2 separate regions of the Rattus norvegicus genome follow, and region 1 is linked to region 2. The links are chromatin contacts, called in public Hi-C maps. All regions are on one chromosome and are shown on one strand. Each heading gives the region's core, a stretch centred on a gene start, on an enhancer-like site or on the middle of the called end of the contact. The rest is flanking DNA. Distances are from core to core; before and after follow the strand shown. Region 1 has its middle 23 kb from the start of Skor1. Region 2 holds the start of Calml4 (calmodulin-like 4).

The links. Hi-C and Micro-C count contacts between places; a contact is called where the count stands out from the background.
Region 1: a contact with region 2 is called in a Hi-C map of liver, with 5 times the contacts expected there. The contact joins the enhancer-like site here to the promoter of Calml4 in region 2. A contact is called at or near these places in 10 of 12 Hi-C or Micro-C datasets (the Rat2 cell line, Schwann cells, frontal cortex and 6 more) and 1 of 1 datasets of contacts at active chromatin or transcription factors (oligodendrocytes).

Annotation. Positions count from the first base shown.
Region 1 is chr8:72,478,663-72,481,524 of GRCr8, reverse strand. No RefSeq gene overlaps it. Among named protein-coding and RNA genes, the nearest start is that of Skor1, 23 kb to the left of the region's middle. Within about 2 kb of position 1,409, at least 24 of the 93 cell types and tissues checked have an H3K27ac peak or open chromatin away from gene starts, as enhancers often do. A contact at or near this core is called in liver, where this site is marked.
Region 2 is chr8:72,217,486-72,220,383 of GRCr8, reverse strand. Calml4 (calmodulin-like 4) reads right to left here and starts at 1,498. Exons shown (of 5, transcript NM_001127575.1): 1 at 1,399-1,498; 2 at 1,288-1,318. The coding sequence starts at 1,401.

The DNA of each region.
Region 1 (2,862 bases), core at 160-2,659, 260 kb before region 2:
ATGCTGAGAACAGCACTCAGGTCTTCTGCAAAAGTAGCTTGTTCTCTTAACCACTAAGCCATCTGTCCAAACTACCCCCACCCCCATTTATATTTTTTGATACAGTTTCATGTGTCCTAGGCTGGCCTCGACCTCACTGTGTAATTGAAGATGCCTGATCCCCCTTCTTCTGTCTCTGAGTCCAGGAGTGCAGCACCACTGGGGGTTTTATGCATTGCTGGAGATCAAACACAGGGCCTGGATAACCAACGGAACTACACCCCCAAAATCCCTTCTGGGATTTTGATAGGCAACAGGTCTACTTGGAGTCCCTCTGAGGAGATCATGAAAGGTCAGCTCTCCTCACTGGCAGGATGATGGGCCAGAAGTTGGATACAGCAGGGTAGGCTGTGCTTGAAAACACATCAGTTAAGAGGGCCTTCAGAGGCCCAGGGGAAAGCTGTGGAACCAGTCAAAGGGGCTGTGCCGTAACCAGTGGAGTTGTGGGAAATAGTAGGGAAGATTATTAAAGATGTAACAGCTGGATGACTGGGGGAGGGCATCCGGGAGGACGTCCCTCTTTGAACAATCCCCCCACCTCCAGCAATCCAGCTATGCATGATTGCATAGCTCTACGCAACCTCATGCAACCCCAGCCTAGACTCAGCATGTCAGTCTGGAATCTCCCTCATGCCTAACAATAGGGCCCAGCATCCCTTTCTTCTCTTCCTTTAACGTTTTTTAAAAAGTAGGTAGCGGGGTGTGTGTGTGTGTGTGTGTGTGTGTGTGTGTGTGTGCGCGCGCACTAAGTACTCTTAACCCCTAAACCATCTCCACAGCTCCTCTTCCTTCCTCTCACAAAGGACAATATCGCTTTGCTGTTTACAGTGCTGGCAAAGGCAGCCCGAGCAGACAACACTCTCACTGCTAAATTTGGGTTCCGGGAGAAAGCTAAGGAACCGGCCACATTGATGTGCATGTTCCGCGAAAAGGCCATCATCTCCACACTTCCTTCCTTCCTGCTTCTATGGTGCTCTGGTGACTCTCTTTACCGGCCTAACTAACACTCCCGCCCTCCTCCCTTTTGTTTTAGACATTACTCATTAACAACTGTTCTCCTTATTGCAATAGCCTGAGTCAAATCTTAAGCCTCGGATGCTTACTCTTCATAGTTTCTAGAGGTCCTTGTAAATGTCAGTTGAATGAGGAATTTGCCTGGAGTCCCAGGTTCCAGTCCTGGCTCATTTGTGTCTGGCTTCCCCTTCTAGCAAGTTCCAGTTCTGGTCTGAGGGGAGGTGGCGCCCAGCGAACAGCTGTACCTTTCCCATGCTGCCACCAGAGGGCGACGGCTCCGCGCAGGAGGCCCCTCGCTGTTCCCGCAGGCATTGGCCGCCTACAAGCGAGCTCGCCCTGGGTGCGACGCCCTAGAGGCGCCTCCTGCAGCTCTGCACGCTGCCAGCCGGGCTCTCCAGAGGCCCTTAAGTGGGTGGGAACAGCCTTCCAAGGCCAACCTCCTGCTTCTGCGGCTAGCACTGGTCGGTGACATCTCCCCTTCTCTGGCCTCTCTTATCTAGGTGGAACAGACTTCGAAGGGTCCCGATTCAGCGGGAAATGGGGATGGGGAGTGGAGGTACCCAGGAACTTCGGAACTACTAGCAGTCGTACAAATGGACCAGCCGGCCTAAAGATGGGGACCAGGGAACATGAAGGAAAAATGTTAACCTTTGACGGCCTGAACCGTGGGTCAGAACTGAAACGGGGGTTTTCGCATCCCAACTCCCAGCTGTTGGGCTGGAACGGTCTGGATCAGAAATGGTTTCCTACTAGGGAGTGGGGAGAACAACAAAAACAAAAACAAAACAAAACAGACAGCCACTGCAAGAAAAGCCCCACACCGAATGTACTCTCTTAAAGGACTCCGGCTGGGGAGCTCATTGACTTGGTCCTGAGGAGGGTGGCATTTGCTTGAAAGTGCCTCTGTCCCCAGACACATTTGGAAACGTTAAGCAGAGAGCTCGACTTCAGAGTCAGCTCTGGCAATTGGATTAACCTTGCGGGGAAAGGCTTCATTTTCTGTGTGTGGTTCAAATTCTTCAGCATTAACATCTGTAATACCAGAAAGCAACCATTCACTTCAGCTGGCAAAAACGATACCAAAAAACAAAAACAAAAACAAAAACAAACAAAAACAAAAAACAAAAAAACCCCCGCAAAATAACAAAACAGGAAAGGAAGGGCAAAAATCTAAAAACAACACTAACAAAAAACAGTAACTTAAAGCCAACCAGCAAAGCTAAGCACGGTGGCACATGTCTATAATCCCAACTCTGGAGGCAGAGGCCTGGGGATCTCTGAGTTTGAGGCCAGCCAGGGGTACACAGAGAAACAACAAACAAACAAAAAGACACAAAACTATCAAAAATCTCCCCAAACCCAAATGAGACCAAAAAAATCACCTCCTTCAAGAATTAGGAACCAAGACAGGGAGAGGTGGCTCTGTAGCTAAGAGCACTGGCTGCTCTTGCAGAGGACCTACGCTGGATTCCCAGCATCCACGGAGCAATTCACAACTTCAGCTCCAGGGGTTCCTACGTCCTCTTCTGCTTCTGGCCTCACCAAGCAACTGCATGCTCGTCATTCAAGGGCAAAACACTCATCCACACACATTTTAAAAAAATGTTTTAATGCTTTTAAGGAATGGGAAGCTGGGCAGTGGTGGCACACTCCTTTAATTCCAGCTCTTGGGAGGCAGAGGCAGGTGGATTTCTGTGAGTTTGGAGTTTGAAGCCAGCCTGTTCTACAGAGTGAGTTCCAGGACAGCCAAGAGTACACAGAGAAGTCCTGCCTCAAACTCCCCCACCACCCAAAAAAGAAGAAGAAAAG
Region 2 (2,898 bases), core at 249-2,748:
CCAGGCAGAGTGAGGGGACTGGTGGGGCTGACAAGTGGCCTCTAGCTTAGGTCACCCCTTCAAAGACTTTGTTTTCTATTGTGTGCACATGCACAAATACAAGCACCCAAGGAGGCCAAAGGTTTCGTATGCCCTGGGAGATGGAGTTACAGGTAGTTGTAGGCGGTCCTTATATATGCGCTAGGATCCAAACTTTGGGTCTTCTGCAAGAGCAGTACAAATTCTTACATAGCAAATCATCTCGCCAGCCCCTAGCCCATAACTGTAGGTTAGGCTCTGTGCTGTAAAGTCTCTTCACTCTTTCTTCAAGACAGTCCCCTCTGTCTTGGCCTTGGTTTGGGGGACAGGGAGTTAAGGATTCTAAGAAAAGGTACCCCCTTGGACCTATAAGCACACATGCCTGTCACCCCCTCCTCTAGACCAAGCTCTGGTCATTTACATCTCTGGGATTGATCCTTGCTGGTGTAGCCAGAAGCCACCCTGTGGCCTGCTAGACAGTGTCCTGCATCAGAGCTCCATGTCCCTGTGTACCTGCAGTTCTATCTCACAGACAAGGTGTCATGTCAACAACAATGAGAAGGGAGTTATCAAGGCTGTTTCTGTCCTATGTTGGGGCAGGTTTAGGGGCACAGCCTCAGGGAAAAGATAGTTACCCCGTAAAGGTCCGGGGCTGCACTCTGATCTCTCTGCCAGGAACTCAGCCACCAGACCCCTGGCCAGGTCTTGGCCAGGTTCTGTGTAACTTAATTCTGTCTTTCTGGTCTTGGGGAAACAGAACTCTGCTCTGTGGGAAGCCTAAGAACAAGGTGCCCACACTGAACTAGGCAGGAGGTGCCAGCTCAACCCCCAGTTTTACAGAGATTAAGGTCCATAAAGAAATATCCTGCCCCAGGGCATAACCCTGGGTTCTGGTGCCTGTCTGCACTGACTACAAAGCCCCACCCCTCACCTCTGGTTCAGTTACTATGGTAATGGTCTTCCTCCATTAACAGCCTCCCACCCAGACAGGCTTCCAGGCTCTCGGGGGCACTAGCAAACTCACTTTTATGACCCAGTTTGAAAGTCACACTGATATATAACAAGCCCTGGAAGTCAGCTAGTCCATCCTCAGGGCCACCCCCAAACAGATCAACAGCTGCCCCACAGCACCTGGCCCCCAACCTGTGGGTGGGCCAGCTGTCCACCCCTCAGGCCTTCCTTCCTACCAACAAAACCCAGCAGAGCAAATTGCCTAATGAGACACACATTTTGTGGGGAGTTACTAATTAAATAACAAACCCAACCTACCATTAATTTGCTCCTGGGAAAGGAACTTGGCCTGCAGCAGAGAAAGAACAGTCAAAAGGGGGCTTCAGCTGGGGCCCTTCCCACCTACTTCCGGCACAGCCCCTCACTCACCATCCTCAGGCACCCCTGGCTCCTGGAACTGTGTTTGGTTCTCTTTACTCCGGCTTGGAGTCGAAAGTCCACCAGGCTGGGTGGAGGCCTGGTAATAAATCCTCTGCTGCCATGGAGACTGGGCCCTATGCCACGAGAGTCAGATTGCAGCTGAACAGCGGATGCCCCCACCATCCTGAGAAGGTTGCTTGTGAGGAAACCATTGCAAGCTCTCCTGGAGGCCCCTGCCCCTAGAGGCTAGGGCTCTGCAGCCACTGGACAATTTGGGTGTCCCTTCTTAGGAGCTTCTGAAAAGGGGGCTCCGGGTGGGGCTGACTTTGTTCTGATCTGAGCCTGTCTTGGGACCCTTTTCACTCTCCCGAGCCAGATAGCACACACACTGTCTCCCCCCAGTAGTGGCTCTCCAATGGAGCTGCGCTCAGAGACACAGCCTTGGGGATGCACTACAGCTAGGGATCCAAGTTATTTCCTCAGCTGGGATCCAAATCCTTCGTTTCCTGTATGCCTCGGTTTCCTCACCAGATACATGATGGGCTGCTGAGAGAATCCAAAGACCAACACACAGCCATCTACTTCCTAGGGGGTGGGGATGGCATTGGGTGCTGGAGCGGAGTCTTAGGCTAGCTGCTCAGGGGCCTTGGAATTTGACCTGACTTTCCCAGGCAGGAAGTTCGTCTCTCTTCCTCGGCTCGCCCAGTCCAGTATTATAAGCTGCTGACTCTGAATTTCTCAGCCCTCTATTCCTGTCTCCGTCGAGAGACAGGAAGAAGGGTGGCTCCCAGAACTGCCACTGGGCCCTGGGCATGACTAGGTTCTCGAACTCATCTGGAAGTCTCCTTTCCTTCATCCACACTCCGTGGCTGGTTTGCCGGTGAGGCGCTAAACCCAGGCTGGCCCAATTGTCAGCCATTGTGTGCGATCCCATGGGTTGTGTGGGAGCAATGGGGCTGCCAAAGGCTACAGGTGCCAGAAGAAGAGAGGTGAACTCTCCTGCTCATCCAGGGCACATGGACTCATGGCCTCCCCCTGGTCCTGACCCCTCCCTCCATGTGGAATGTTTTTTTCTCCTGAGCCACCTCTTCCTGCTTTAGACTTGAGAATCAAGGTTCTGAGCCCACTATAATGTGGGGTTAGGTATGATTGGGAGGCTAGGTGTGGTTGGGGGCGAGATATGGTAGGGGGCTAGGTATGGAGAAGTAGGTATAGTGGGGGCTAGGTTTGGAGGGGGTGGGTATAGTGGGGGCTAGGTTTGGTGGGGGTGGGTATAGTGGGGGTAGGGAAGGCTGGAGGGTGCAGCTTAGTGGCCGTGGGTGAGTAAGGGAGGTAGGCAGTAAGCGCTGAGAGGTGGGCACAGAGCTGAGGCCCCCGAATACCCTACCTCTGTGAGGGGCTCAGAGGCTGGTGAGACACTTTCTTGAGTTTGAGTAACTGGGTACCAGGGTACTATGGTCAGTCATGTGCCCCTAAATCATTTACTGGTATAGTTTATGAACATTATAT